Regions from separate parts of the Anas platyrhynchos genome. Here region 1 is linked to region 2. The links are chromatin contacts, called in public Hi-C maps. All regions are on one chromosome and are shown on one strand. Each heading gives the region's core, a stretch centred on a gene start, on an enhancer-like site or on the middle of the called end of the contact. The rest is flanking DNA. Distances are from core to core; before and after follow the strand shown.

Region 1 (3,782 bases), core at 815-3,314, 230 kb before region 2:
GACTTAATCCCAAAAGAAGCGTGGTCCCTTTTCTGGTTTTATTTATTTAGAATTTAGGCAAAACCTGGTCTTTTTTTTTTTAAGAAAAATTGTACAGTGGTTTTATAATGTTTCAGCTTTGATATACCAAAACTCATCATTTAAGTGTAGATCTCAATTTGCCCTTGGTGAAACCATTAAACCAGGCAGTGAGCTTTACAATACAGGAAAGCTACAATAAAGGCTTGGAAGGACAGCTGTAAACCTAAAATTCCAGACAAATTTGTAAGATAAATAAATCTGAGAAAACACTAAATAGAATTATTAAAGACCATGACTTTATAGTCCATTCATACAGTCCATATTCATGTTAATTACCCAACCACCTCTTCTCTCCCAAAAGGGAAGGCTAAGCAAACCCTTTGCTTTTACAGTACAGTGGGACCAAAGTCAGTTTACCTGGCATGCTCTTGGTTCCTCCTTCGCTTAATCCTTCAGTAATCTGCCTGCAACTGCTGTGTGACTACCTCAGAACTGAATCAGGTCAGCCGTGGCTATCTGGAACCGAACTGTGTCGTATTTTGCTGACACACCCTAAATCAGCTGAAAGCTGCAGAGCTGTCTTAAAACAGTTTCTGCTGTACTTCTCAGCCTTGTGGGCTGAGACTCAGCGGCGTGCTCCAGGCTCACGCTTCTTCCAGTTTGGAGCTGGCTGGAAACTGCCTGGCTTGGGGTCTAAGGAGAAGCTTGTGTGCATTCATCTGCAAAACAGGGTAAATCCTGAAACTCTCCCAGCTCTTTGGCCAAATACCACCATCGGTAACAGCAGCATGGCAGCGGAGGCACTTTGACAACCAGCACCAGCTCTGAGCTACACACACGGCTCCAAAATGGCCAGAAAACGGAAGCAAAACATCTCTTTGTCTTCCCTCCAAAAATAAAACAAAGCACTGGTGATAGCCAGGCCCTACTCCACACCCATCTGGAAACTTTGTGTATACACATACTTTTGTAAGACTCGACAGCATAAAAGCTTAGACCAAGGACTAAGATATTTAGCAAGAACAGTAACCACAGCATCCTTTAAATATAACATCCTTAGGAAAAGAGTGCTACAGAATTGAAGAGCAAGGATGTGCAAGTTCAGAGGTGACAGGATTTGACCATTTTTTTTGTCGTCAGAAATTATTTGAGCCTTTAATGAAAACTGCAGTTGAAGAAACTCAGGTAACCACAATTCCTATAATCTACCAAAACCAGGCCCTAAGTTTTGGCAAAGAGGCTTTAAGTAGTCAAAAACCAGGAGTGCAGTTTTGTCAAAAGATAAGAAAGGGAGGTAGAAAATGAGGGGGGAAAAAATCCACATCATACTACACCTTTATTAAGCTGTTACCACTGAAGATTTTTAATGCTTAAGGCCCAATCCAGCGAATGAGGTCAAAAAGGCAGCAAAACTTGCAGAAACCTATCTTAATTAGCAAAGACTGGGAACGACTGAAGACCTATTAATGAGCTCGCTGAATAGACAGCATGCTGATTAAATACAGCGTGGGCAAAAACAAGATGAAGCTTGTTTCAAAAAAAAATAATAATTCAAGCTAGTCGTTCACAGTGCTGGGTCATAAATTAACTAACTGCTTCCAAAACAAAATACTTCAACAATTTGCACCTCTATACACAGAAGCTCTTCACAAGGCACCAGGTGAAAAAAAACAAACAAAATTCAACAAGATTAAAAAACCCTCAAAGCATAAAGCATATGCTAAAAGCTTCACTTGGAAGTCTATTTGATTTAGTTCTAAGTTAGCAAGACTAGAAAGGAGTTAGGAACTACCAGAGCTTGTATAAAGAAGCTACAAAAAAAAAGTGGATTTTTTGTTTGTTTAAAAACCAACAACATAGCAAGTGTATAATTGACTTTCATAACATCACTGCCATGCTCAAGGTACACGCTTAGATTTACCTAAATAAAGAACTAGATGTTAGATAGCAAAAAAAACTACCTTCTCTGCAGAATTCACTTGTGAAGATTCAGAAGGAAGCCACTGTGCTGTCCTTCTGCAAGCAGACTGTAAACAACTTGCGCTTCTCCCCAGCTCCCCAAGGAAAGCTGCTCTGTTCCCAGAACATGGCCATAGGTAGTGCTTGCCAGAATAACACACGGCTGTTCTGGGCTGCCCTGAATCTCTGCTTTCCTTCACGAGGCTGGACCAAGCAGGAGTTTCAGTGTCCATTTTTTATAGTTAAGACACATACAGAAAACTACAGTTGTTAATTTGGATAATCTTACAGCAACAAGATTTCAAGAGCATTGGGTAAAATAATATGCATGTAGAACTTGACAAATTGTACCTGCCTGCCAGGGCTGAGCAAGAGGGTGATGGCACTCCCAGAGGTACCAGGGCAGCCTCCTGGCAATGGCATGGTTTGCACCACAGCAGACCGGTGTCTGCTCTGCCTATGCTGCAGCTGTGCACATAACATTACTGGCTGAAATATAAAATCTGTAAGGAACGTGTTTTAATCGAGAAAATGTACTAGAAAACATCTCCCTCTTGCAGTTTTCATTAAAGCTATGAACAGACTTGTCACAGAAAGAATGAGCATGGAGGTCATTAGACGCTGCCTTGTGTCAAACTGTACTCCACGGTGGCAATTTTTTTTGTTTTATGTCACACAAATTCCAAGAGAAACAAACTCAGACTTTACTCCAGTTCACCTTACTAAAGGAATATCGGGACTACCACCCAAGGATAAATGCAGTACTCCATCGTGACATAATACCTTTTTTATTACAATATCCAAAAAACTGAGTATGCAAGATTTAGGAGATCCTAAGATCCCCTTCTTCAGTCTCAGGAGTGTGCCATCTAAAGACTGTATATTTAAACCATAAAGGAGTTTAAATGTAAAGAAAAGAGAGAAATGCATTTTCTTCATAAACATTCTGTGTGTCTCTTCCTACCAATCACACCATCCTCTGTAAAACCTGAAGATTTCTTTCTGTAAAGCAAATATATATATAGTGTTGGTAGCCCGCCCCACCCAGCCCAAGATCATTTTTTTTATTAATCTTCTGTATTAGTGTCAACAATCAGCTACAGATACATATTACTTTGAGAATTAAATACATAATTGTTTAATTCAAACAAGCAGAAGGGCAAGAGGAAAAAGCATTATGTGGATGGCACATTTGGTTGTAGATTACCAAAACATTCAGTCTTTACATTTCAATGATTCTTTCTCTAGTAATCAACTTTCAAATAAAATTTCTCTTTGTTGCAATTACAGACCAAAATACACTAGATAGTTTTCTTTTACTACAATCTTACCATAGTAGTTTAGGAAGTACTATTACAAAACGCTTTTAATTAGTGTACTCTTTGCGAAGAGTCAGAGAGGCAATGTAATAGCAGAGTACAGTGTAAAGAGTGCTTCTAGGAGCTAGGAGTTTCTGTAATATGGGAAGCAAAAGAGCTACAGAACTCACAGCCACAACTGTCATGTCTACTGCGTCTCACTCACTCAGCTGCAGCCTCAGTGCATTCAAGCTGTGCCCGGTGTCTCTCAGCGAAGAGTTCTGTCTGCGGGAGCCGCTGGAAGGGGGTAACACTGGGTTGAATTGCAAACCCCCCTCCTTCATCCGAGCTACCTCCGTAAACGTACACAGGCAGAGGAGGGGGGTTCAGAACTCGCTCCCGGAGGCGAGCGCTGGCAACAGCCACCTGGTGAAGGGCTCGACCTGAAAGGAGGGGATCTGAGATGGACAGAACTGAAACACAAAGGTAGGCAAACGAAAAAGG
Region 2 (3,886 bases), core at 67-2,566:
AACGATGGGAGATTTAAGTGGTGAAATAAATACCTTTCATCATCTAAAATAAGAAAAATATCTGAGAAATTAGGGCTTTAATAGTTCACACACAGAGAGTAAACACAGCTACATGACTTTTCCAGATCATTTTGAAAAACTAGTTTTGGCATGACCTAGAGATCTCTCTTCTCCTTAGGAGCTAAAGAGGTAGCAGTTGACAGCAGTCCTGGGTGTCTTAGCCCCTAAGAGGTTGTAACAAATTAATCAGAAGGATAATTCTGTGCTATTCTGCATGAAAACTTTAGTTTCTCTTGGAAGTCAAAACCCAACCACTTTCTTGAAAAGGCAGCTGTCATTACTATCATTATACTAAAAATACACCAGGCTTCATAGGCTACAGGCATTGGAAAGGATTGCCCAGGGAAGTGGTGGAGTCACTATCCCTGGAGTCGAGGAAAGGTTGGACGTGGTGCTTAGGGACATGGGTTAGTGGGTGACATTGGCGGTAGGGGGATGGTTGAACCAGGTGATTTTGGAGGTGTCTTCCAACCTTAATGATTCTATGGTTCTATGATTCGGCCATCAGCCAAGTGTACTGCTTCTTCCTGCCAATATTATTATTCAATACAGAATTCTATAATTTCAGACAGTGAAGTAACATCCATTGGACACACTTGCCTAATTTCAATTTTTTTTTGACCCACGTTAACCAAGGCATATGAATGAACTTACATGTACTTAAACTGGACAACAAACTGGCTAAGATAGAAAATCAAGTATCAGAAGCCCTGGCTTCCAAGTGTCAGTAATATAATGGCAAACACTTAAATGATACTATGTCTGTGAAATATTCAATTAAAATATAAAAAAAGCTGTGAGGTGTATGCCAAGCAAGTTTCAAAAGCTCTGTGGGTTCAGATCTAACCAATTAAGAAGTTCTAAATACTAAAATAAGTTAATGGTATTGGTAGTAGGAAACACCTCTCCAGCAAAAAAAATGATTCAGTGCCACAGCTATGTTGCTTGTAAAAGTGGTTAAAACTGTCTTTCAGAACATTTGTGGTACATTTAGGTGCTTGTGTTTAACAGAACTTTGATAGAACCTACAAAACTATGCAGTAAGGATGTTACCTGCATTCCTTCATATAAGAATTAAGAAAAAAAAAAAGAGAGAGAAGTGAAAGGGAAAGAAAGAAAAACAGCAAAGGAATTAAAAAAGTGAAAGGAAGAAAAAAGGATTAATAAAAAAATGACATGAGGCAATACTGAGGAAACAGAAATAAGGTGTGGTGTCCAGAGAAAATTTCAGTCAATGGAACAGTGTAACGGCATGCTGCATTTCTAAAGCTCCCCCTGCAGTTCAGTCAAGATCATATACCTCTATATCCTCCTTTGAAGCCTAGACTTGTTCCAAGTATTCCTGTCTTCCAGTGGAAACGTAAAAGAGCCCTTGCATTTGTTTACTACATTTGTATTATGAATGAATACAGTGCAAATGTAAGACTTATCCCTACCTTGAAGCTGCCCCATTACTGGGCTCTGCTCCTTGCTCTCCATCAAGAACTTAGCCTAATAACACCTTCACCAAAATTCAAATACTGCTGCATCTTTCTCCTCAACTTGTGGCTGTGTTCAGCACCATTACTTCCACTTTCAAAGGTCCACCCTTCTGAAGTCACATATCCTGCTTTAGTTCTTCTCTCATCTCTTCGGCTTACCAGCCTCCTTCTGCCTCATCCATAACATGGATCTCTTCTCTACCTAGATTCGTTTGCAGCTGAATCTAACTTACAGAAAAGAGGTCACTATTTAGTGTTATGATTAACAAATCAGCAATCAATTTTCTACTTGAGAACAGCACCCTCCTGTTCAAGATCTCAGCACATCCTTCTCATCATCTTATAGAAACCCAGGTACCTGAGCAAGATCACCACGGCTCAAAATGAGCACTTGACCTTTGTCCTCTCGCTACAACTAGCTCGGTTTGTTGTTGCTCTCATTCAGACCCACAATCTAGGCAGCTCTCCAGATTTTCTCATCTAATTCCTACCTCTAGCTTGCCAATTCCTATGTGAGATTTCAAACAGATGGCCTTCTTCCTTTAAGGACACATGCTACAGCTTGCAGCATCTCACTTCAGTTCCTTCAACATCTCCTCCTTCACTTTGACAAATGAAAGCTTGTCTTAATCATTCAAGTGTGATTGTTACAAATGTTATCATTCCACTTTTTTCTTCCCTACTACAAAACAGACCAGGCTGCTCTTGTTCTCTAAAGCCTGTCCTCTCTCTCAGACCTACAAGTAGGGTTATTTTTGTTTGATTTAGTTGACCCTGCTACCAGCACCACCTTACATATTACCTACTTGCTCATTTTACAATGACATGCATGTTTTCTGCAGAGCTGCCTCTAACACAGAAGCTTCCCACAAACAAGTAAAAAATACTTCATTTTTTTCCTGCTGGTCTCTCCCAAACCAGCTACTCCTTTCTAAATACTGTACTGTTACTCCAACATAAAATAATCCTGGGAATTCTTACCAGGTTCTACCTTTGGTTCCTTCAACTTTCAATAAAAATAAAGGTATGTGAACGTACGTACCGGCAAATCAGAGTCTTCTTTTGGAACAGATCTCTTTAACTTCACAACAGTAGCTCCTGCTACTGGAGTCAAAGGGTACGCCTTCAGATTAGCCAATACACTGCTATTAGTCTTTGAAATATTGTTCTGCTTAGCCTCACTATTCCTCACTTCCAGCTTAGCGTCCTCTGGTAAACTGGAGGCTGAAATGTATGATGAGGCATTTGAAGAAGCTGATAATCTCCTAACGGTATTGGTGGTGCTTCCAGCTGGGGGAGGTTTTAGGCGATCGGTAGCTCCATTCTCTGTTTTCTTCACTTTTATGCTTGTGCTCGTTGAACTACCATCAAATACAATTAATGGCCGTTTCCTCAATCCTTCCACCGCTGTAACACTGAAAATACAAATTGTAAAATGATCACAAACACAAGCCAAATTGCTCAAAAATAGCATATCCAAGACATAAGCAGTAAAAATGACTTTAATCTTGCGTAAGGTAAAAATACATTCCAGAATACTGTCCTTAAACTCTTAGCTGCCCCAAATTTAAACAATAGGAAAAATTCCAAAATACAAAGGGGCGTGGGGGTGTGTGGAAGAGTATGGGGCATGCAGGGGATCAACAAAGAGGGGTTGAGTGAGGCACCTTCTAGACAGGCACAGTTGTACATCCTAAGATTTCACACTTAACTTATACCACTGTAGCTCTTCCTGAAAAGCAAAAGACTTTAATAGTCATTAAGTATTTAAAAAGTATTTGAGAAAGCGTGAACCACCTTACAAGAACAGGATCTAATATTCTGATGCTTATAAATCTCCTCAATTCAATACTTATTCAAAATCGTAGTGTTAAAACAGCCTAAGGAACTGTGAGATGAGGAATGAAAACGTTAAGCAAAAAAGAATGCATACTTGTTTCTGAAATAACCTGTGGAGCAGGAACCCTAAGCGGATTTAATGTCTTTTGAATAGTTTGTGCCTTCGTGTCTAGTCAGAGACGGCCAATTTAGTAACAACTGATTTATGAAAAAAAGAATACTATCAACCTACTATTAAAAGACCAGTATCAGAAGACATCCTGACTGGCAAAAAAAAAATAGAACAGTTATCATACCTTACTCTACATAAATTTAGAGTTTTAAAATGTGTTGCTTAAGAATGGCAAAGATGAACTATTCAGATTTAACAAATAAAAAAACAATTCACCATTAAGTCATAATATTCCTGTTTAAAAACTTCAGTTTTCAGTACGCACTTACTGTTTAGCCATCTTGCATAAAACAGGGGAATAGAAGTTGAACTACAGGGTTTTCAACAGAGAAAT

What was found. Hi-C and Micro-C count contacts between places; a contact is called where the count stands out from the background.
Region 1: a Hi-C map of skeletal muscle shows a contact between it and region 2, with 4 times the contacts expected there. The contact joins two enhancer-like sites. A contact is called at or near these places in 2 of 8 Hi-C or Micro-C datasets (skeletal muscle and subcutaneous adipose tissue).

Annotation. Positions count from the first base shown.
Region 1 is chr1:142,809,178-142,812,959 of IASCAAS_PekinDuck_T2T, reverse strand. It overlaps NCK2 (NCK adaptor protein 2), which reads right to left. Exons shown (of 5, transcript XM_027445279.3): 5 at 2,753-3,782. Among named protein-coding and RNA genes, the nearest start is that of ECRG4, 55 kb to the left of the region's middle. Within about 2 kb of position 2,064, at least 2 of the 8 cell types and tissues checked have an H3K27ac peak or open chromatin away from gene starts, as enhancers often do.
Region 2 is chr1:142,580,696-142,584,581 of IASCAAS_PekinDuck_T2T, reverse strand. It overlaps C1H2orf49 (chromosome 1 C2orf49 homolog), which reads right to left. Exons shown (of 4, transcript XM_027445419.3): 3 at 2,584-2,956. Among named protein-coding and RNA genes, the nearest start is that of C1H2orf49, 8.1 kb to the right of the region's middle. Within about 2 kb of position 1,316, at least 3 of the 8 cell types and tissues checked have an H3K27ac peak or open chromatin away from gene starts, as enhancers often do.